2 separate regions of the Mus musculus genome follow, and region 1 is linked to region 2. Evidence: chromatin contacts called from public Micro-C data. All regions are on one chromosome and are shown on one strand. The core of a region is the stretch at or near the end of the contact, and the rest is flanking DNA. Distances in the headings are between cores, read along the strand shown. Region 1 has its middle 50 kb from the start of Gm32849. Region 2 holds the start of E2f8 (E2F transcription factor 8).

Evidence for each region. A called contact is a pair of places that touch in the nucleus more often than the background predicts.
Region 1: a Micro-C map of the G1E-ER4 cell line shows a contact between it and region 2, with 1.8 times the contacts expected there. The contact joins the enhancer-like site here to the promoter of E2f8 in region 2. A contact is called at or near these places in 5 of 484 Hi-C or Micro-C datasets (the G1E-ER4 cell line, cerebral cortex and cortical neurons), 2 of 115 datasets of contacts at active chromatin or transcription factors (embryonic stem cells and neural progenitor cells) and 1 of 9 other capture datasets (adipose tissue).

The regions. Positions count from the first base shown.
Region 1 is chr7:48,988,300-48,994,710 of GRCm38.p6, forward strand. It overlaps a transcript of Nav2 not described here. Among named protein-coding and RNA genes, the nearest start is that of Gm32849, 50 kb to the right of the region's middle. Within about 2 kb of position 3,997, at least 31 of the 459 cell types and tissues checked have an H3K27ac peak or open chromatin away from gene starts, as enhancers often do. A contact at or near this core is called in the G1E-ER4 cell line and neural progenitor cells, where this site is marked.
Region 2 is chr7:48,879,097-48,885,379 of GRCm38.p6, forward strand. It overlaps E2f8 (E2F transcription factor 8), which reads right to left and starts at 1,945. Exons shown (of 13, transcript NM_001013368.5): 1 at 1,565-1,945; 2 at 1,182-1,305. The coding sequence starts at 1,196. Gm2788 (predicted gene 2788) reads left to right here and starts at 2,204. Exons shown (of 2, transcript NR_155436.1): 1 at 2,204-2,421. It overlaps LOC115486422 (a long non-coding RNA gene), which reads left to right. Exons shown (of 3, transcript XR_882082.2): 3 at 1,425-1,528.

The sequences.
Region 1 (6,411 bases), core at 2,747-5,246, 110 kb after region 2:
GGATCAGGTTCCAAGGATCCAGTCCCCATCAATACAACATGCCGATCATTCTGAAGCAAATGGCTGTCATGGCTGCAGGGATTTCCAGAAAGAAAGTTAATTTTGACCTTACCCAGTTTTATCCAAGTAGAGGGAATGTTGCTTCTTTCTCCAGCCAGCTATCACTTCTCCTTATTCTAAATCCTTCAGGATTTACTGCTCCCTGAGGGCCCAGATAGCCAAATGCTATTCCTCCCTGGGGAAATCTTGGTCTTCCATAGATATATTCACATTGTTTCCTCAGAAACAGACTTCCCTCCGTGCAAGTTCACATGCTCACCTCATCTCTGCACGTGTTCACATGCTTCCCCCAATCTCTGCGCATGTTCACAAGCTCCCCACCATCTCTGCACATGCTCATATGCTCTCCCTCACTCCTATAGTGACAGTTTCTCCTTTGTGGTCTCTGAGGATGACCTTTTTCATCGATGGCCATCTAGGCTCAGGCCATAGTCCTGCCTTTAGTCTTTGAATGTGATTTTGTCTCTTGGTTTTTTTTTTGCCTTATACCTTTCTCAAAGAGCCCCAAATGAGAGATTGTGGGTGTGCCATTCACCCAGATATCCAAACTCATACACTACCTGGATGTCTAAAAGGCCACACCAACCCTCTTACTGCTCCTTGAGGCTGCCATCTGTTCCCTGTGATGGTCTTTGCCTTCACTTGGGAAGGCTTCTCATGACAGTCGTATTCTTCACCCATGCCTCCTCCTTAGATGTCTGCCATCTGTGTCACCTAAGCCAGCCCCTGTGCAGGACCCTGCCTCCTACATGTAGTCTAGCCCTTTATCTTGTTCTTTCTTGTTTTGGGCCACATCACTTGTCCTGCCTGAGATGACATTGTAGGGTTACGGACATACATACAATGATTCTACTTCCCGGTGTTACAGACTGGGAAACAGGCAAGTCATAGCATGAAAACTGGTAAAATGTTGGTAGAACGTGTTGGTATTTTCCCTCCTATTATAAAACCTTCCTTCCAGAAATGGCCATTAAACTTGGTTTTCAAGTCTTTCTATATTGAGGAACATGGCTCTGGCCTCAGTCAGTCCACATGTGCTGCTCCCTCAGCCTCTCCTGCCTGCTCAGGGATCCATTTGAGGTCTCTGTATCAACTTCTGGGTGCTGTGGCTTGGATGGGCCCGACTACAAGCACAGAAGTACACTAGAGCCTCTTGCCTTCACCCTCACAGGTGTCCAGATCTTGTAACATTTCTAATAAAACACTAAACAACCTCCAGAGGTCTCAGCCAAAGAACTCCATGCTGTTATCGCTTGGTACTCTGATAACTTTTTCATTTTCTATCTTCCGGTGCAGGTGTGTGTGTGTGTATACCATCATTTTATTACTTCTCTTCACAAGATCCTTTTATTAAAAACACAAATATCACTATAAATATCTTGGTAGGGCAGTAGAAAGGGATTTTGAAAGCGACTAGGCAAAATGATAGACTATCTATAGATGTAGGCTGCAGCTCAGACAAATGACTACAATATCACAAGAGCCTTTTTTCTTCAAGGCAGATTTCATTTTCTCACTTCCAGATGGGTTGGCGCAGCCCCGGTGCATGCTGGTTTAAACTGAGCCATGTCACAGGGGGAACGGCAAGGTTAGAGAGACTATTAGAACATGGCTGTGTAGCCCAGGCTAGCTTTGAATTTGTGATCCTCCTGCCTTAGCCTCCTGAGTATGGGATTATAGGCACTTGCCATTACTCTTAGATAATGAGACACTTTAAAGAAAAACATCGTATTTAGTATAAATTTGTTAGTTAGCTGTTTCCTCCTCAGAAATTTTCTTTTCTTTTTCTCTTTGAGAATGTGAAATGCCTTTTGTTTGAGAATTTCATGTGTGTGTGTGTGTGTGTGTGTGTCTGTGTGTGTGTGTGTGTGTGTGTGTGCTAGAGCTCTGACCAAATCTACCCATCCCCTCTGTATGTAGGCTTAGACTGTTCAATACCTACTTTAATTCGAGTTTCTTAACACTCCAGAGTCCCTTCTAGCCCACCTACCAGAGGTAGGGGAAAAGAAAGGTTGCTAGGAAACCGGGGTTGTTGACCTGTTTAGAAGTAGTTCTATGCGAAGATCCCAATCTTCGTTGTCAGGATAGCAGCAGTGCAGTCCAAAACATCAAACACGAATCAGTAGCAGCAGTGCAGTCTAATTGGCAAACACCAAACACGAATCGGTAGCAGATGCTCGATCCGGAGGAAAGCACAAGGCTCCACTGAAGTGGCAAGAAGCAGCCAGAAGATGAGAAGTTTTTTGTCAAGTTGCTCTCTACAAAGTTACGACAAGCAGAGATCACAGTGCAATGTTAACCAATGCAAGAGCCTCACCACTCTGTGGGATCATATTTAGAGCCTTTCTAAACATCACGCTTCCTTCCTGTTAAAGCGGGGTTGCCATCGGGGTTTCTGTGCTTGCTTATATAGCACCATGGCTAAAAAATACACATGACATACCTCTCCATATTTGGCAACATACAAAGTACAGTCACATTGACCATCACATTCAACGTCCTGAGAACTCTGAGACAGATACCCTAGACACCTGCAACAGACAACAACAAAGCTCAAAGGGAGCATGTTACCCAGCCCTTATGAGACTAGGACCAGAGCACTGGCACTTGCACCCAAGTTCCCCCACATCAAACCAGTCCTACACTATGGTATTGTTTCTTAAGGAGACAGGTCTGTTCATTAATTTTACTGGCCGTTTATCTACCCATCCACCCATCTACTTACCCACCCCATCATCCACTTAAAACTCTCTGTTGAGAATTTACTATATTCCAGACACTGTCTAGAGCTTCTAGTTTGGCAAGGAAGAAAGTAAATAAGTGGATACTTTGGATGACTTGTGACAAGTGCTGGTGTGTCAGCATTCATGGGGCCAGCTGGAAGAGGGAGCACGCTCCCCGTGAGGGTGGCTGGAATGGTCAGGTCTCACCACAGCCTGGTGCCTTGGCACCAGTTTCTCTTTCTCTTGGTCTTTGCCTAGGATATCCACTACTCACCTCCACCCTGTCTCCATTTCTGTTCTTTTGTCTCTCAGACTGATACAGAGTCCTGCTCCGCTCCCTCAGAGCCTTGGTCTGTAACATTGTTGCCCCTGCTACGGGGCTTGGTTATTTGCAAAACTGATTCATCTCTGAGCCATGGGTTCCTGGGGAGAGGCATTGTAGCACATAGCACCAAGCGTGGCATAATGCAGGCAAATGGATGAAGGTTCGTGGACTTGACTGGATCTAGAATACTCAGAGTCAATTGCTTTCTTGTCTGTTAACCAGATTTTGCTTGGAAAGGTAAAAGAGTATGCTAAAAGGACAGGACAGGCCCCTGTTCCCAGAATTTTATTTCATTTCTTTTTCCTCTCTTCATCTTCATCTTTCTTTCCTCATCTTCCTCCTTCTTCATCTTCTTGCTTTTTTTTTTTTTTTTTTTTCTGACAAGCAGAAGGGGCCTGGGTGCTGATGTAGAGAAACGGGAGCTGGGGTGGACTGGCCCCACTCCACAAGAGTGATGGGGAGTGCTTGACAGTTTATTTGGGTCTCAGCCTTTTGAATGGATTAAGGGGAGAGGCAAGGCTGGGAGACCCTGGCAGGTGGAAGATCAGAGCAGGCAGCATTTGACAAGGTGGAGCTGTCTGGGGCTTGAGCAAACAGCTCCTCTCTGGAGAGAGGAATCAGGCTTCACTGAGCATGTATGAGACAAGCTCCACGAGATGCGGGCCTGGAAGTGATCACATCTTTGCTGGGACCGCAAACACATCTTCCCCGGTGGCTCAGCAGCACAGCCCCTCCTCCTTGTGCCACTTATCTTTTGCTATCCACGTTGCAGTGAACTCTTTCTGACCAACAGAAAACAGAGGCTTTGGGGAGTGAGGTGCCTACCCCGTTCTCATTACTAGTCCTTCCTCACTGCATTCCTGAAACTCTTTAGGGCTCTTTGTTTCCTCAGCTCTGAGTCTGTTCCTTGGCAATGTGTCCCAAGCTAAATGGAACCATCCCAATGCATTCTCTCATTCTGCTGCTCACCAAAGCCCCATGTGAGGCACCTTATCAGTTCCCTAGCAGACTCAAGGAGGCTGAGCCCTGTGCACGCCCTGGATCACTGATAGGCGTGCTGGCAGAATCATTTTAATGAAACCCAGAGCCTCCACTTTTTGCAATTGTAGGACTAATGATCAAGTTCTCATTGGGATGGCTTTGGGATGGCAGGTGAGGAGCCCACATCCCGCTTATGCCTTCTATGGCTGTGTACAGAGCCCAGCCATACTACACCCGCATAGCTGTTGACTGTGCTTCCACATTATTTCCTTGTCCACCAGCACTGAGCATCTATCTAATACCCCCTCCTCCCATCCCCTGCCAGGTCACTAATAAGCTATCCCCAAAGTAGACTGAAGAAAGATTGCCAGTAGCTTTCATGTCTATACTTAATAAAGTTATATAATTAACATTGTGTATTACTTTCTAGGATCCTTTAGAAAGAAAAAAAGTATCCATTTTTCTAAACATTTCCACTCCCTACAGTCTCTGTGCTGTTTGCAGTTAGCCACGTGAATGAAATCTTTTATGCAAATGAATAACAACAGGCACCTTCTCTTCTTTCTGGCAACATCTGAGATTTGAACACAGCATGGCGAGGTGGATATCTGTCAAGCTCGTGAGGTGGGTTTCTCTCTGTATTGGATTTCCATAGGCTACAGCTGATCCTTGTGGATGTGCCTGTTTGTGTCCTGAAGATCTGGAAGGCACTGGCTAGGAGAAGTCACTGGTCCGGGAACTTCACAGCATGCCAGAGCTAGCTCCGGATTCTCCCTGTCCTGTAATCTCATGGCTGCCAGAGAGTGTGTGCTTCTGAGTAGCCTACCATGAGAGGAGGACTATGCAGAAAGGCAAATCTCCCATTTTTTGGGGAGCCCAAAGCAGGAGAGCAGGGTGCAGCAAGACATTCAATTACCTGGCAAAGCCCTGGTGTCCAGGGCACTCTGAGGCATTATGAGTCCTGTGACAGTGTGCTCACGGGAGAACATGGACTCAGGGTGGTGGAAGCAGGGGCTTAGTACTCTGCATACATTATACATACAAACTCAGTCTTCTACCGACTCTCCCCATCTTTGTGCAATGTTAGGTGTCCTTAGCATGACGAAGTCCTATAGGGTGGTCATTCTTCCCTCCTTGCCCAGGACCAAGAGGATTCTGGGGACGCAAGACTCTCACTGCTGAGACTGGGGAGGTCTGTATAGACATGGGACTCTCACTGCTGAGACTGGAGAGGTCTGTGTAGACACAGGACTCTCATTGCTGAGATTGGGGAAATCTGTGTAGAGATGGAATTCTCATTGCTGAGACTGGGGAGGTCTGTGTAGACATGGGACTCTCATTGCTGAGATTAGGGAGGGCTGTGTAGACATGGGACTCTCACTGCTGAGACTGGGGAGGGCTGTGTAGACATGGGACTTTCATTGCTGAGAATGGGGAGGGCTGTGTAGACATGGGACTCTCACTGCTGAGACTGGGGAGGGCTGTGTAGACATGGGACTTTCATTGCTGAGAATGGGGAGGGCTGTGTAGACATGGGACTCTCACTGCTGAGACTGGGGAGGTCTGTGTAGACATGGGACTCTCATTGCTGAGATTAGAGAGGGCTGTGTAGACATGGGACTCTCACTGCTGAGACTGGGGAGGTGTGTGTATACTGGCCTCAGCTGTTCAGCTCAGGTCAGGGACATGACCCAACCCTCTGCAGCCCATCTCCTGCTTCCCACCTTGAACAATACCTCTAGACTCATGGTGGTGGCAGAAAGTCCCTGCTATCACTCACCCCTCTGTTCTCTGTGGTCTAGAAGCCCACCCTGATTCCTGGTTGTTATGGATGAATCCCTGCATTCCTTAAGGTTTATCATAGCCTCACCCCTCCCAGGAAGTCATTGCTCACTTCCTAGTAGGGCAGCATCTCTCCTTTGTGCTTAACCATTGTACTTACCGGTCCCCTCGTGGGTCAGTGATTACTATACACTCCCTGCCCCCTCCCAACCTGTTTCTGAGTCTGTCTTGTTTCTTTCTCCCACTGGACGGGATGCGTTGTGAAGGCAGGCGCATGTTTTTTCACACTTTGCTTTCCCAGAACAGTGGGTAGATAATGCCATGCAGTCAACATTTACAGATTTAATTATATAAATATTTCAGTTAGTGAGCAGATGGAAGTGTAGATGAGAAACTACAGGAGGGGTGCTGGTGGCTCTGAAAACTCGTGTGTGCCTATGGTTGAAAGGCCAGAATGGAGTGTAGTTCTTGAGATTGGGAGACCAGAGGTCTTTCCTGAGACAAGGCAGGGAGAGTCACTTCTCCGTGCTCTGAAATGCC
Region 2 (6,283 bases), core at 695-3,194:
TTTGAGAAAGGAGGGCTGTAAAGATAGCTTAGAGCTCAGTCCCTTCCCTTTCCTTACTAGAACCAATCACTCTAAGTAACTGATCACTTCTAAATTCCTAAATTCCTACTAATGAGACATCAGGTAAAGGCTTTCAGGACCCACACCAGGCCCCACCCAGTGGAGTGGCTGTGAGCAGTGGTTGCTCATTGATATACCAGGAACAGGCTCAAGCAGCCAAGGTGAGGGTGCCCTTACGGTTAGGGCCTCCCGCCTACCAGCAGGACTTCTGACCAGAAAAATTTGCTTTCAACATCAACGCTTGAGGCACAGATGCAGAAAATGGGACCAAGGGAAGTAAGGTTAGCCATTTAAGGCCTCAGAGCTAGTTTCTGCTATGGTAAGTTAGCACTTACCTACACTGGTAAGTTAAGAGCAATTCATATAGATAGTAGAGACTGGGCCCCCTTCACTTTTAGACACCAGGCAGTACACCATTCTTAAAGAAAGGGATTTGGAAGGCAACAACTCAGAGAACAGAGATACACTGTTTCCTCAGTAACTTTGGGAGCCCGGGTTAACAATCCTCTATTACAACCATGAAACTAAGGGCTCAGTGTGTATTTCTGCTGAATCTGCTACTTAGCAGACGATGATGCGAGGCAGAGGGAGGTCACATGGGGCTGGCACCTGAATTTTCAGTTCAGTATGGTGCCCTCAGGAGGTGCTGATCCAAGGGTGGGGTTTCAGTGAACACTGCCAAGGACAGCATTGAGCTAACATCTAAATGCTTCCAGGAGATCTGTCAGGAACAGCATTTGGAGGCCCAGTAGGTTAAAGGGCTGACATTTTAAAATGTTATCTTACAAAGAAATCCAGTATCAAATTATGACCTTTGTGAATTCCAATGGTTCATGTAAATAACATATACATAATTTTTTAAGCACAGAAAAAACCCCAAAGCTTTTTCCATATATATTAAATTTATATTAAACTTTTGAAACAAAAAGGTTACTTTAACCCTGGACAACCCTATTCCTCTTCAAAAATTAAAATTTCCTTCTGGATTTCTGTAAAAGTTAACCAAAAGGATACAGCATTCGTGACTATCAAACGAAAAATTTAAGAAAACTTATTAACGAAAAACTCAGGATGATACTTCATTTGACATTGCAACAGTATAGACTGGACTTTAAAAATACCTTTTGGTTCTCCATTTTGTCAATTCCTCATACATTTAGTGTGTCTTTAAAAACGAAAAATCTGAAGTTCCTCCCCAAGTTCCAGTGGTTTAAGTAGTCCAATCGATTAAAGTTTTTTACTATCCTTAAAAGGAAAAAAAGTAAAGCAAGAATTAAGAGCTGATGAAAATGATTCACGTACACAAGAGCCCCCGGAAACAAACAAAAAATGACAAACCAGGTTTATTTTTGCCTTGAGGACAGACATTGCCTCTAGGCAGACCGCGCCAACAGACAGCAGTAAATTCCTCCATCAAACCCTTCTGTCACGAGACTTCAAGCAAACACAGAATCTACAGTGACAGTCCTCTCTCAGGTTCGAGATGGCTGTAGCAAGCACCCACCTGTGCACTGATCCGGGCTGCGGACGGAGCGCACGAGCCCGGGTTCCGATGGAGCACGCACCGAGCCTGCATCGGGGGAGATGCTGAAGTTTCTCGCCTGACACACACGTGCACAGGCTCAGAAGGAAGGACTTGTGAAGTGGCCTGAGAACAACCCTCCAATTCAGCCTCTGCGCTCTAAGCGCACGACCGGGCATTTACAAAGGGCTTTGGGATCTTGACCCCCTTTTTCAGGCTTCTTTCAATACACGAAGTACTGGGGCGAGGGAAGGATTCCCTAGGTGCCGAAATCACCGCGATGCCAAAGCGCACCGTACGCTGCGCTCCCGGTCCCAGGTACAGTCCCCAGCAGTAGCCCGCGTCCCGCCCGGCGCAAGCACTGGCTCCTCCTCCCCGCCAACTGCACCGCCCCCGGGGGCAGCCAGACAGCATCTCACGGTTTCCAGGGCGACGGCTCCGAGCCAATCAGTAAGCCCGGTGAAGGCCTGCGATTGGCTAGAGGTCCCCAAGGCGGGGCCGGACCTTCCGCCTTCGATTTAAAAATTTGGCGCGGAAAGCGGGACCGTAGCTGGCACCGCCCCCGAGTGCGCGGGGCTGGAGCGCGGGCGAGCCCCTCCCCCGCCCTCTGCGCGGGAGCTCGGCTCCTCCCCACGGGCCCCGGCGGGGCGGGAGGCGGGAAACGGCCGCCTTCACCCTGGCCTTCCCGGGATCCCACAACCCCGCCGCAGCAGTCTGCTCCCCGCTCACCTGTCAATCCTCCTTCAGAGCTGACGGTCCGGGGTGGCCCCGAATCCTGGCTGCGCGTCTCAGGGAGCCAGCGCGTCTCAGGGAGACTCGCTTAGCCCCGCCGCGCAGAGGTGGGTGCCGGGGGCGCCACCGGGGCCGGGGCTGGGGGGGGCCGGCGGGCGGGCCGCGGGAGCGTGGCCGTCCAGGAGCAGTCCAGCCCCCGATTTGAAATTAACCCGCTCCCGGCGCGAGCCGCTCCCGCGGGCGCGGAGCCTCCCCTCCCCCACGCCCGCTCTCCCGGCCCGGGGCCCCGCGCGCCAATCCGCGCCTCTGCACTGCCGCCGCGGCGAATCAGACTGTAGGCACCACCCTCCGACCCCGCCTACAGCCAGACTTGGGGAAAAGTCCTCAAAAACTTTTCCTTTTTCTTTTTTCCTTTTCTTTCTTTCTTTCTTTCTTTTTTTTTTTTTTTCTTTTTGCAAACACCATTTATCCGAGATCGAAGTTGGGGGATGAAATTTGGCTGGTCCAGAGCTGGCTGGCTAGGACTCGAGGGCTCCCCGCCATCCCCAGCTTGGTGCCACGTCAACCGGGTCTGCTCACCTGCCCTCTGGACCCTAGCGACACCGTTCCCTCTGCGACCCTTTGCATGACTGCTTAGCAGCTTCTGCTCCACGGTTTCCAGAAAGAAACGTGTGAGGAGGAAAGAGCTTCGTTGTCTGAAGCCCAAGGATGCGGGGCGTTGGCCGATCTCTGAACACGCAGGTGTGGGAGGAGGGAGAGAAACTCAGAAAACCCGCCAAGCCTGTCCCCAGTGTCCTGCGTCTGCCGATCCCCTCTTTGCTCTTTCCCGCTTTTCTTCCTTTTCCTTTTATGAGCTTCTGACATCGGCCTGGTATATCGAACAGGTCAAGGGAATTTTAGAGTTAGGAGACCATCTCGTCCAAAACCCTCATTTTGCAGAAGTGGAAAAAGAAGCTCGGCACCCCAACTATGCCTTTCCGTGCTCGAGTTCTTTTGCACCCGCCTTTGCCTTGTAACATTTCCCCTTTTCTGATCACTCTGGGATCGCCCGGACCGCATGTTGCCCAACCCGCTTACATCTAAGATTGTGGTTTGGGCTCTTCCTGCTTTTAACTTTGTATCTTCAGCCTCCAGAAGGACTCGGGGCCACGCAGTCCAAGTCCCATCACTGAGCTTGGCCATCAGTAAGCTAACCATCACTGACTTCAAGGGAGATACTGTGTTTTCCTGGCGGTGGTTAGGGCGTGGATGCCATAACACCGCCCCGGGATCCAGGTGCAAAGGGAATGCACACTGGGCAGAGGTCTAGGTGATGAGCCAGGGTCTTCTTCCTGAGGGTGGCTTCCAAGATGCTGCCACATCTTTGTGTCTCTCTGTTCAGTTCTAGTAGCTATCAGAAGCTCCGGTGCTCAGGGTCACCCAAGTGTTCCTCAAGACCAGGACTGGACCTGAATATTCACGTGCTATACATAGGGGCTGGCTGGCTGTAGCATCGGATGTAAAATAAAAATCCGTCATGAGGCAGGACAGGATGCTTACAGAACAGATACATCTTTACTGAGCAGGGACTAAGTTTAAATATATCACCAAGAAGTAGTGTGTGGGCTTCTGTCTAAGCCACTGTCTGTCAGGCTACTTGTCAAATCTTTCACCTGTCAGTGCTTAGCGCTCCGAAGGATTGAATGATGCCCAGCTTATATCCAGAGCCAGAATTCAGGACCTCTACCCTACCCCCAAGCCCCCACCCCTTACCACTTCTTATATCCTAGTGCCTTGCCTCAGAAAATTCTCAGGACAGCAAAGTCGGTGACTTGTAGTCCAGGTCACAGTCATTTCCAGCCCTCCCTCAACATGGGAGAAAGGGTGAGATACATCATTTTTGTTTAGTGGTGGCTTCCCTGTCAGTTGTCATCAAAGTCGTGGAGCAGAATGAAAAAATGGTGCTTCGAAGAGAGGTTTAAAGTCTTGACGCTGTCAGTCATGAGACCTTGAAAAGGAAGCAAGGATCTTGGGATTTAGCTCAGGGCAGAGGGATTACTTAACAGGCTCAAGGCCCCAGGGGTCATCTCCAGCATCATACGCAAGTATAGTGCGTCAATTTGAAGTTTGGTGTGATTTTAAAGGAAAGATGACCGCAGAATACCTTCCAGCTTACTGTGCAAACGAGGGGTTGGAGGACAAGCTTGAAGTCACTTTTCTTACTTTCCCTTCAAATCTTATTTTTTTGTTATTGATTATATAACCCAAGAAGATTTCCATGCCTTTGTGTCTGGTCATATGAGTTGCACAATAGCTCATATCTCACTGAGCTGGGCCAGTTTTTCCACCCCACTGTCACTCTTCTGTGTTGTACAACTCAGAAGATTGTGTAACATATTCAACAATAAATAAGTATTATGAAAAAAAGATATCAAAGGTAGGGGGATGACGGATGTCATCTCAGGTACTTAGATTCAAAGGTAACCTTAGGGGTTTCTGAATCGTGTCCCTTCCCATAATCATGGGCAAGTCCTCCCCCATGGCCAGGATAGGATGAGAGGCTAAGGAAATGTTTTTCTATTGGTGGGTTCTGAGACCTCTCTTTTTCACAGTCCCTTCCTCCCAGGTCCTTCAGTGACTAGCTGTATGTCTGTCCAGCTTCCTGTAGAGATTGGATTTTAGCCTTTGCCATATGCATTGGCATATCCACCCAAAACCAGCTGTTGGGAGCATTAAATCATACCAATCACCACAGCTGTTCACAACCAGACCTCAGCCCTCCCTTGTCCCTGGAACAAAAATGGTTACTTTGTGAATAAGTGGTATCAGACTCAAATTGAAAGTGTTTCAAGACAGTGAACAGGAGAGCAAGGGACCTAGGAGATGGGAGAGCTGGCACTGGTCCTGGGCTTGCTGGCTGTGGAAGCAGGACTTGGTCAGAGCTTGCCCTAGCTAGAGCTGAAAACCTGCCTGTTATACTCGCTGTGGGCAGCTCCTCCCTGGGCCTGGGCACATATCTGCAGCTAGGGACTCGGCTGCAGCAGCTGCCATTGTTGCTGTTTATTGAGCAATTACTGCCCCTGCAGTTTTAAGATGCCTTGAGGAAACAACATAAAATTCTAAAAGGCCCCCCTTTTTTTTTTAATAGAAGTGGAGTCTGAATTCTGTCATTGTGTGAGTGTGCGTAGCATCTACAACGGTTCTAGAACTGAGGTCACGTCCTCTTGTGCTTATCAGGAGGGTGGAAGGACAGTTTTCCCAGTTCCAGGACACGGCAGAAGTATGTGTACAGGTTCTGGGGAGTAGGGGTGGGGACTGGCCACACACAAACAAATTCCTAACCAGGGCAGAATCCCCGTTACCTCCCTGATGAGCCAGGGCTGCGTTTTGCTTAAAGCGTGGAAGCGTGGTGGGAGGATCATCTGTGTGGATCCCCTCCAGCCAGATGCCTCACATCCTGTTGAGCACAGAATCCCTATCCTGGTAGGTGCCCTTCTACTATGGACTCCTCCCTCTGACCCCCACCTTGTGATCCCAGAGAACAGGAGAGAGAAGACTTTGTCCTCACTTGGTCTTCCCAGCATCTAGCCCTGACCAAGGAGAGGAAGGGCTCGGTGAACACTGATTGGCTAAGGTTCTACCTTAGCAGGCTATCCTACCAAGTAGCGAGGATGCTTTTCTCCCCGCCTGAAGCGTCAAGTGCAATTGTGAACACGCACCAAGTGCTCAGTAAGGTGAGAAAAGTGACTCTCATAATGACCAGATTAAAATGATAGAGAGAGAGAGAGAAAGAGAGAGAGAGAGGGAGAGAGAGAGAGAGAGAGAGAGAGAGAGAGAGAGAGAGAGAGAGAGAGAGAGAGAGAGAGAGAGAGAATCCATGGGAGCACACAAACACCTCAGCTACATGTTCACTCACTAAAATGTATCTAAACCTCTTGCCCTGAAACTGGGACCTGTGTTCAGCATCAACTTCAGGATGAATTGGATCCC